Regions from separate parts of the Mus musculus genome. Here region 2 is linked to region 1. Evidence: chromatin contacts called from public HiChIP or PLAC-seq data. All regions are on one chromosome and are shown on one strand. The core of a region is the stretch at or near the end of the contact, and the rest is flanking DNA. Distances in the headings are between cores, read along the strand shown. Region 1 overlaps Inpp4a (inositol polyphosphate-4-phosphatase, type I). Region 2 overlaps Cracdl (capping protein inhibiting regulator of actin like).

What was found. HiChIP or PLAC-seq counts read pairs in DNA pulled down with a chosen protein or histone mark.
Region 2: an H3K27ac HiChIP or PLAC-seq map of regulatory T cells shows a contact between it and region 1, with 5 times the contacts expected there. The contact joins two enhancer-like sites. A contact is called at or near these places in 8 of 39 promoter capture datasets (the 3T3-L1 cell line, 3T3-L1-derived adipocytes, the HPC-7 cell line and 5 more), 12 of 115 datasets of contacts at active chromatin or transcription factors (acute myeloid leukemia, bone marrow-derived macrophages, craniofacial prominence and 7 more) and 2 of 9 other capture datasets (adipose tissue and liver).

The regions. Positions count from the first base shown.
Region 1 is chr1:37,315,688-37,319,372 of GRCm38.p6, forward strand. All of the region lies in intron 1 of Inpp4a (inositol polyphosphate-4-phosphatase, type I), which reads left to right. 4930439A04Rik (a long non-coding RNA gene) reads right to left here. Exons shown (of 4, transcript XR_003947777.1): 3 at 265-378. Among named protein-coding and RNA genes, the nearest start is that of 4930439A04Rik, 17 kb to the right of the region's middle. Within about 2 kb of position 1,649, at least 63 of the 459 cell types and tissues checked have an H3K27ac peak or open chromatin away from gene starts, as enhancers often do. A contact at or near this core is called in bone marrow-derived macrophages and regulatory T cells, where this site is marked.
Region 2 is chr1:37,632,956-37,636,640 of GRCm38.p6, forward strand. The region is part of intron 3 of Cracdl (capping protein inhibiting regulator of actin like); the gene reads right to left. Among named protein-coding and RNA genes, the nearest start is that of 4930470B04Rik, 19 kb to the right of the region's middle. Within about 2 kb of position 1,921, at least 11 of the 459 cell types and tissues checked have an H3K27ac peak or open chromatin away from gene starts, as enhancers often do. A contact at or near this core is called in bone marrow-derived macrophages and regulatory T cells, where this site is marked.

The DNA.
Region 1 (3,685 bases), core at 399-2,898:
TATACAAAGTTTGAGGCTTTACTAATCACACATTAGCTCTGTGGCTCATGCTTTTGATCCCAGCACTCTGGAGGCAGATCTCTGTAAACTTGTGTATATATCCTGGTCTACATAGCAAATTAGGCCAGCCAGGGCTACATAGTAATACTGTCAAAAGAAAGAAAGCAAACTATTTCATATTCATTCTTGTGGTTTGAGGAGATCCTTGCTCAAATTGTATCTGTGCTCTCCCAAGATTGGGTTCTTTGTCCCTCCCAGGGTTACCTCTGAAACTGAAGGCACACTGGTCCTGAGTGGCTGTGTCTCGTGATGCAGTGTGGCAGCTGAAGCACACTACAAGGCATCCAGGGCTGTACAAAGTTGAAGGTGAATCTGTATCTGTGAAGTGATAGAAGGGAACCCTGCTCTAAGCAAGTACAGACCTCCCCCCTCCAAGCCGCACGTGAAACATTGCTGACCATGAGGAAGAAGAGAACCCCTGGTATATGGGTTCTAGGATAGTGTTAACACTTAGGGCTTGCTCTGAAGAGGGATGGGTAGGCACATTGCTGGGCTTGCTGGCCAGCCTGTCCAACCTTTACTGAGCTCCTGCTTCAAACACAAAGTGCATGGCCTCTGAGGACTGATAACCAAGATTGACATGTGGCCTCCGTACTACAGGCAGGTGCATCTTCATGCATGTGTGCACCCATACACACACCCCTTCCATTTATTTGTCTGTACACTCATGTGTGCTCACACACACATACATGTACACACGCATATGCACATAGGCACGTTATAATATATAGCACTACATATGGCCAAGTCTGTCCCTCGCCTCATCCCATCTGCAGCCACAAGATCCCTTCCCTGCAGACACAAGTGCCATGTGATCTGTGAAACTCTGTATGAGACATGCTTATGTATACACTGACCACTTTTTCACACCATAGTATCACACTTCATACTTGTGTGCACTCTCCTCTCCTCATTACTGTATATCATTGAAGCATAAGGAGGTTTGCAGTCTTCTCTTTGGGTGTGCTAGGCTCTTTCCAGCCTGTACTTGCCATCAATATGTTAGCAGTTAGAGGCTGGCTTGAACCCTCTGTCTCTCCTCTAGGGCCAGAGCTCTGTAGGACTGAGTATCACTCTGGCTGCAAGGAGAGTATGGGCTTGGATTAGCACCTCTGTGTTTATTTAATCTGTGAAATGATCTGTGACTTTTTGTGTATTACAGAGGACAGCTAATAGTTGTTACTTATCAATACTAGTTACACATTTTCAAAACAGTGTCTTTTAGTTGCTACAAAGACCTTTAAAAATAACCCTGTGTCCTGAATGAACTTTGTTAGTGATGTCTTTGGCTCTGGCTTTAGGAACAGTGGCTCTGAGGGGCTTTGTTCTGCCTGTCCCCAGTGGAGCCATGTCAAGTATGTAAAGAAGGACCTCTTTTGACAGCCAGGAGCAGAATGGCCCGGCTTCCTGCAGCAGTGTTGTCTGGCTGGGCTGGTATTGACTGTGCACTCCTGGTGGCTCTGTGGGCTTCAGCAAGTATAAACTGTGTCTGAGGGCAAGGGTATCATAAGTCCACAGCAGAGCAGCATGAGGCTGCTTCAGTTCCTGCTTCAGTTCCTTCAGTTCCTGCCCTCTGAGAGCACGGCAGTTCATGACAAATGGATATGGAAAGTAGTCAGAGCAGTGTCACGGGAGCAGAGGTTTCTGTGAGGACCTTCAGGATTGAGCTGGAGGCAGTCTTGGACACACACCTACCTGCCTGTTACTCATTTGTTTAGCTGGTAGTTCTTGGGGCACATGGGAAACCACTCTTGCAATCCTTGACATACACCAGAGAACAGAACAGATAACCATCTGCAGAGAGCTTGTAGGCACCTATGAGAGTACTTCTGAGCCCCCTGTATGAGGCTTAGGGGAGACTGGAGCCATGTGGGCAAGTAGAAGCTTGACACACTTTAGAAATTAGCCCTTTGGGGTCTGCCCTGTGTAGTGCTGGTTGTGGGGACATGAAGAATATTAAGGCGTCCCTTGCTCCCAGCCACGCCTTACTCTGTGTACCCACTGTCAGCTTCCTGCCCTTGGAGTATCAGCTTTGAGTGCAAGGTCTGCACCGAGGAAACCCAGCCTTGACCCGCCAGACAAAGGGTGCAGAGATGCCAGGTGAGATGGTGGCTTTCAAGAAGGGAACAACTTTTTCTCTTGAGGTTTGAGGCTCCACCCTGGGCTTGATGTGGTAGGGCTTTTGTGGCTCTGTGAGAGACATGACCCTCAAACATTAGTCACATTGCAGCCTGAGGAAGAAGGTTGAAGCTGGGTGGCAGGATCCCTGGGACAGTCTTAATGCCTCGATCAGAGCAGGCAGCAGAAAGGCTGTCAGGATCACAAGACCTCCTCATCCTTGAAAACCCAGAGGAAGCTGAGGCTGCAGTCTGCAGGGTGGGGCGACTTGAAAACAGTGTAGGAAGTGGAATTCTTGCATGCAGTGGGTTTCAACATGTGGACTCACTCCTCAAGAGGGAAGGGGAGAGTTGGAGTGCCCAGAGCAAAGGCTAAAGAAGTCAGCAGAGGGCTGCGGAGGAGAGGGAGCTCTTCACATGAAAAGTTACTGCGGGGCGATCTGAGGGTCAAGTGCTAGTCAGTGCTATCATCTGCTTGTCAGCCTGCCACTCGCTTCTCTTACCTGGAGGGTGGGTGCGGCTGAAGGAGATGCGGCATAGCATCCCGAGATGGAGGGTCTGCTCCATGAGATCATAGCACAGTTCATCTATGAACTGTTAGAATTAATCGTAGCAGGCATGAAGACACATGACTGTGGTAAAACCATGTCCTATGGAATGAGTTGAGTCCTTAGGCAGCCTTGGGACACTCCCTTTAAAGACAGGATCAGGCTAGACAAGCCACATGAAGGAGCTTTTGTTTGTAGAGCACAGAGCTTGCTACCCAGCACAAGGCTTTGTTGGAGAGAAACTTACTTAGTCTACAGAGTGTGGCAGGGCACTCTTTACTAGGTGGGATTTCTTGAGTTTCTACCATGTGCCAAGGAGTGTATGGATTGCTTCATAGCCACTTCCTGTTGGGTTCCCTGTATTCATTTCCTGGGGTGGTCTCCACCGCAAATGTGACTTAAAACACCAGTAATGTTCTTTCTCACTTTCCTGGATGGAGACCAGAAATTCAGAATCCACCTCAGTAGGCAGCTAAGATGTCAGCATAACCATGTTCCCTCTTTAAGCTCTAGGGGATGGTGTCTGAGTTCACGTACACATGCACGTGCGTGCGCGTGCACACACACACACACACACATACACATGCGCATGCACGTGCGTACTTGAGTGTACACACACACAGCTAGAGGGTCTGTACATTAGCAATGGGGTGGTTCACTTTTTCTGTAAAGAGCCAAATAATCTTTCAGGCTTTGTGGACCACCTGGGTTGTCACAGTTCTTCCACTGTGGTGTGTGAACAGTGAGCACTAAAACTTTATTTTACAACCAGGATTTGACCCTGAACCTGTAGTTTGTCTGACTCCTTTGCCAAATTATTATTTGCTTTTTTTAAACATTTATTTTGTGCAGGAGTGGGTATGTTCTTGCTGTGTACGTGTGTGTGTACGTGTGTGTGTGTATACGTGCGTGTGTGTGTGTGTGCGTGCGTGTGTGTGTGTGCGTGTGTATGTGTGTGTG
Region 2 (3,685 bases), core at 671-3,170, 320 kb after region 1:
GACATGCATGCACTTAGATTTTCTTCCTACAGTCAACAGCCTGGGTCCACCCTCTGGAATCCCTAACTACTGCCCAAACATCTCCAGTCCAGGTGTAACTGGCGTGTGCTTACCAGAACACACGGGACAGAAGAATGTGGCACATCAGTTGGGCAGAGCAGTGGGAACATGCAGACATGCTGAGCAAGTACTATGCCTGCTAATGGTTTTTAAAATAAAAACTGATACAGTGGCAGATACACGAATGTGGTTTAAGTGGGAAGGAAAGAACTGGATAGGGAGACAGTGTGAAAGGTAACAACAGTTACAATTTTGTCTTTGGAAATATACAGTGTGTTACCCAACAAGACACAAAGTCCATCCAAGAGGGAAATCTCTAAGACTAGGGGGGGAAAGCCTAATTTTACAGCAGACACAATGGCATATCATGGCACAGTACTGGGGAGTGAGAGGCAGGAGGATCGCTGTGGAAATGGGGAAAGAGAAGTCACTGTTACAGGAAGAAAGCAGAAAGCAATTTCATCACAAGCCAAGCTTTTCCGTGTAACAGGAAACAGGATACAGGGAAATAAAGCAAGAAGTTTCATCTCCCCTGGAATGAAACTGCTCAGAATTCTCTCAGAAATAAACCTATTTCCTAGTCCTACCCAGTAGTGGTCTAGAAGACACTATAGCTGAGTAGCCATCCTGGCCACCACACCCATGCCGTGATCTCCAAGGCAAGTTCTCTCTGACAGGAAGGAAACACAGCTTGTGAAAAAGATCCAAGCCAGGAAGCATACAGCACTGAACTGGGACGTCTCCCTGTGCAGGAAAGCAAGGAACCTTTCAGCAATGGCTGGGCTCACGACCAAAGAGAGGGAAGCTAATCAGAAGGAAGTCTTCACATCGCAAGATGAGACAATGAATAAAGACTGTTATGGACTAAGGCACACCAAATATATTCGAAATCAGAGTGTTTGGGGTCGATGTGTATGGAGCTGGGTTGGTAGAGTGCCCAGCTAATATGCACAAAGCCCAATGTTCCTTCTGGAGTACCGCATGGGATTGGGTGTGGTGGCTTACACTTATAATCCCAACACTCTGAAGATGGAGGGATGGTTGAAGTGCAGGGTTGTCCTTGACTATACAGTGAATTTGAGGCCAGTCTAGGTTACATAGAATTCTGTGTAAATAAAGCAAAATTTAAAAAATTTAAAAAATACAATGTTCACAATGATCTTTTAGAGGGAAAAAAAAACTTTTTTTTTTTTTTTTGGTCACAGTTAGGTGTGGCAGTGTCAGGGACTACTCTGGGAGCAGACACCACTCGAACACCAACCAAGCATTAGTTTGTTTTCCCTGAACAGCTTGTACTTCAGGCTCTCATGAAGTTGACAAAGGAAAGCTATTTTAAAAAAAATTTTAGATTTATTTAATTTACACACATGTGAGGGTTTGCCTACATAGATGGATAGCACATGCATGCCTGGTGCCTGAGGAGATCAGAGGACATCGGATCTCTTGGAACTGAAGTTACAGATGGCTATGAGCCACCATGAAGGTGTTAGGAACTGAACCCAGATCTTCTTCAAGAGTAACAAGTGCTCTTAACTGCTGAGCCATCTCTCCTGCTCCTGATAAAGGAAAGTTCTTCATAGAAGAAACCCAGCAATGTGTAAAATGAACAGAGGAATTAGAAACCCACAGTTTTTGCACTGAGGAAATGGACCATCTACATGTTAAGGGCATCAGATACAAACCGGGGAGTAATGACAGCGACCACTCAGGATTAAGATTGATAGAATAGGGCTGGGGAGATAGGTGGTCTGCTCTTCCAGGGGTCCTGAGTTCAATCCCTAGCAAACACATGGTGCTCACGACCATCTGTAATGGGATCTGGTGCCCCCTTCTGGCCTGCAGGTGTACATGCAGGCAGAACACAGTACAGAATAAATAAATCTGCCTTTTGATACAGGGGCAGGCCACACATCTCTCCAAGCTCAACGTCTAGGCCTTTAGAGCAGCAGTTCTCAACCTTCCTAACCCTGAGATGTTTTAATACATTGTGGTATTCCCCAATTGTAAAATTATTTTTTGTTGCTACTTCACAACTGTAATTTTGCTACTGTTATGAATTACAATGTGAATATCTGATATGCAGGATATCTGCTATGTGACGCCCAAAGGGGTAGAGCCCCACAGGTTGAGAACCGATCATCTAGATCACTATGAGCCAATATAGAATCAGGAGAACAAAGGCTGTAGCTCCAGTGTACTGAGGGCAGATGCAGAGAGCAGGGTGTTCTGTAGGCAAAGGGACCCAGGGGGCTGTCACTGACGAAGCCAGCACCAGGACACCCCAGCACAGGCCATCTGCCTGTGACCTTGCAGAAGTTGCTGCAGAGTCTGATGACAGATTCTCACAGAAACTAAAGAAACTGTCTGTTCGTCAGTGTTGACCTGGAAAAAGTCATCGTTCCCTCTAGAACCTCATTGTACCGGGTCTCTAATCACCTTTAAATTTTAAATTTTTTCTTTCTCTTTTTTGTTTGTTTTTTTTTGTTGTTTTGTTTTGTTTTGTTTTTTGAGACAGGTTTTCTCTGTGTAGCCCCGGCTGTCCTGGAACTCACTTTGTAGACCAGGCTGGCCTTGAACTCAGAAATTCGCCTGCCTCTGCCTCCCGAGTGCTGGGATTAAAGGCATGCGCCACCAAGCCCGGCTAAATTTTTTCTTTTTTCTTTTATCCTGAATCAATCATTCAATCTCTCTCTCTCTCTCTCTCTCTCTCTCTCTCTCTCTCTCTCTCTCTCTCTCTCTCACACACACACACACACACACACACACACACACACACACACACACACGGTGGTGGTGGGGTGCACGAGAGCACAGGTGCCTGTAATTACAGTCCGGCGCTGGAGTTAGACAGCTGTGAGCCACCTGGTGTAGGTGCTGAGAACTGAACTCAGGCACTCTGTAGAAGGGTGTGCAATCCTAACTGCTGAGCTGTCTGTCTCTCCACCGGCACCCCCACCATCTTTCTTTCATTAACTAACGTCAATCATGTTCTTACTGTGTGCTAGTCACAGACAGATATCAAGGGCCCTGTCCCACTTTCCTTGGGTTCCTATGAAAAGGAACACGTATGGGTTGCATCCCCAGAGCCTGGTCCTCTAGCTACGTTCCTGTTTGTGGCTAGAGAGATTACTTCCTGGCTTGTTTTTTAAACACAAGGAGATGGGGGTAGGATTAGAGTTTCCCTGGGCTAGCCAGAACTGCCCCTTCCCCAACAACTTTGCAGTCATACAAGGCATCTACCACCCCCACCACCCCCTTCTACTTCAAGCTAGCTTGGGGGGGGGGGGGAGGCGGGGGGGGGGTGGGGGGCAGGACCACTGGTTCTCCAGCTTCAGTCTTACAGCTCCACCAAGTGGCCAGTGTAACTTCTCTGCCTCTAGAGCGATATCCTCCTGGCTAGCATTTTACCCTGACATGAGAGTTGATGTTTAAAAGATATTTCAAGCTTCCTCCTCTTCTCTTCAGTCCAAAATACAACCTTGTGAGACACACAGCTGTATTGTGATGAATTACAAGTTACAAAATAAAAGTATTGTTCCCCCAGAGCTGCCTGAGTGTCCATCCCCAGTGGATCTGAATTAGTTAGGTCCAGACAAAAAGCCATAGCCTTGTTATCCACAGGCCT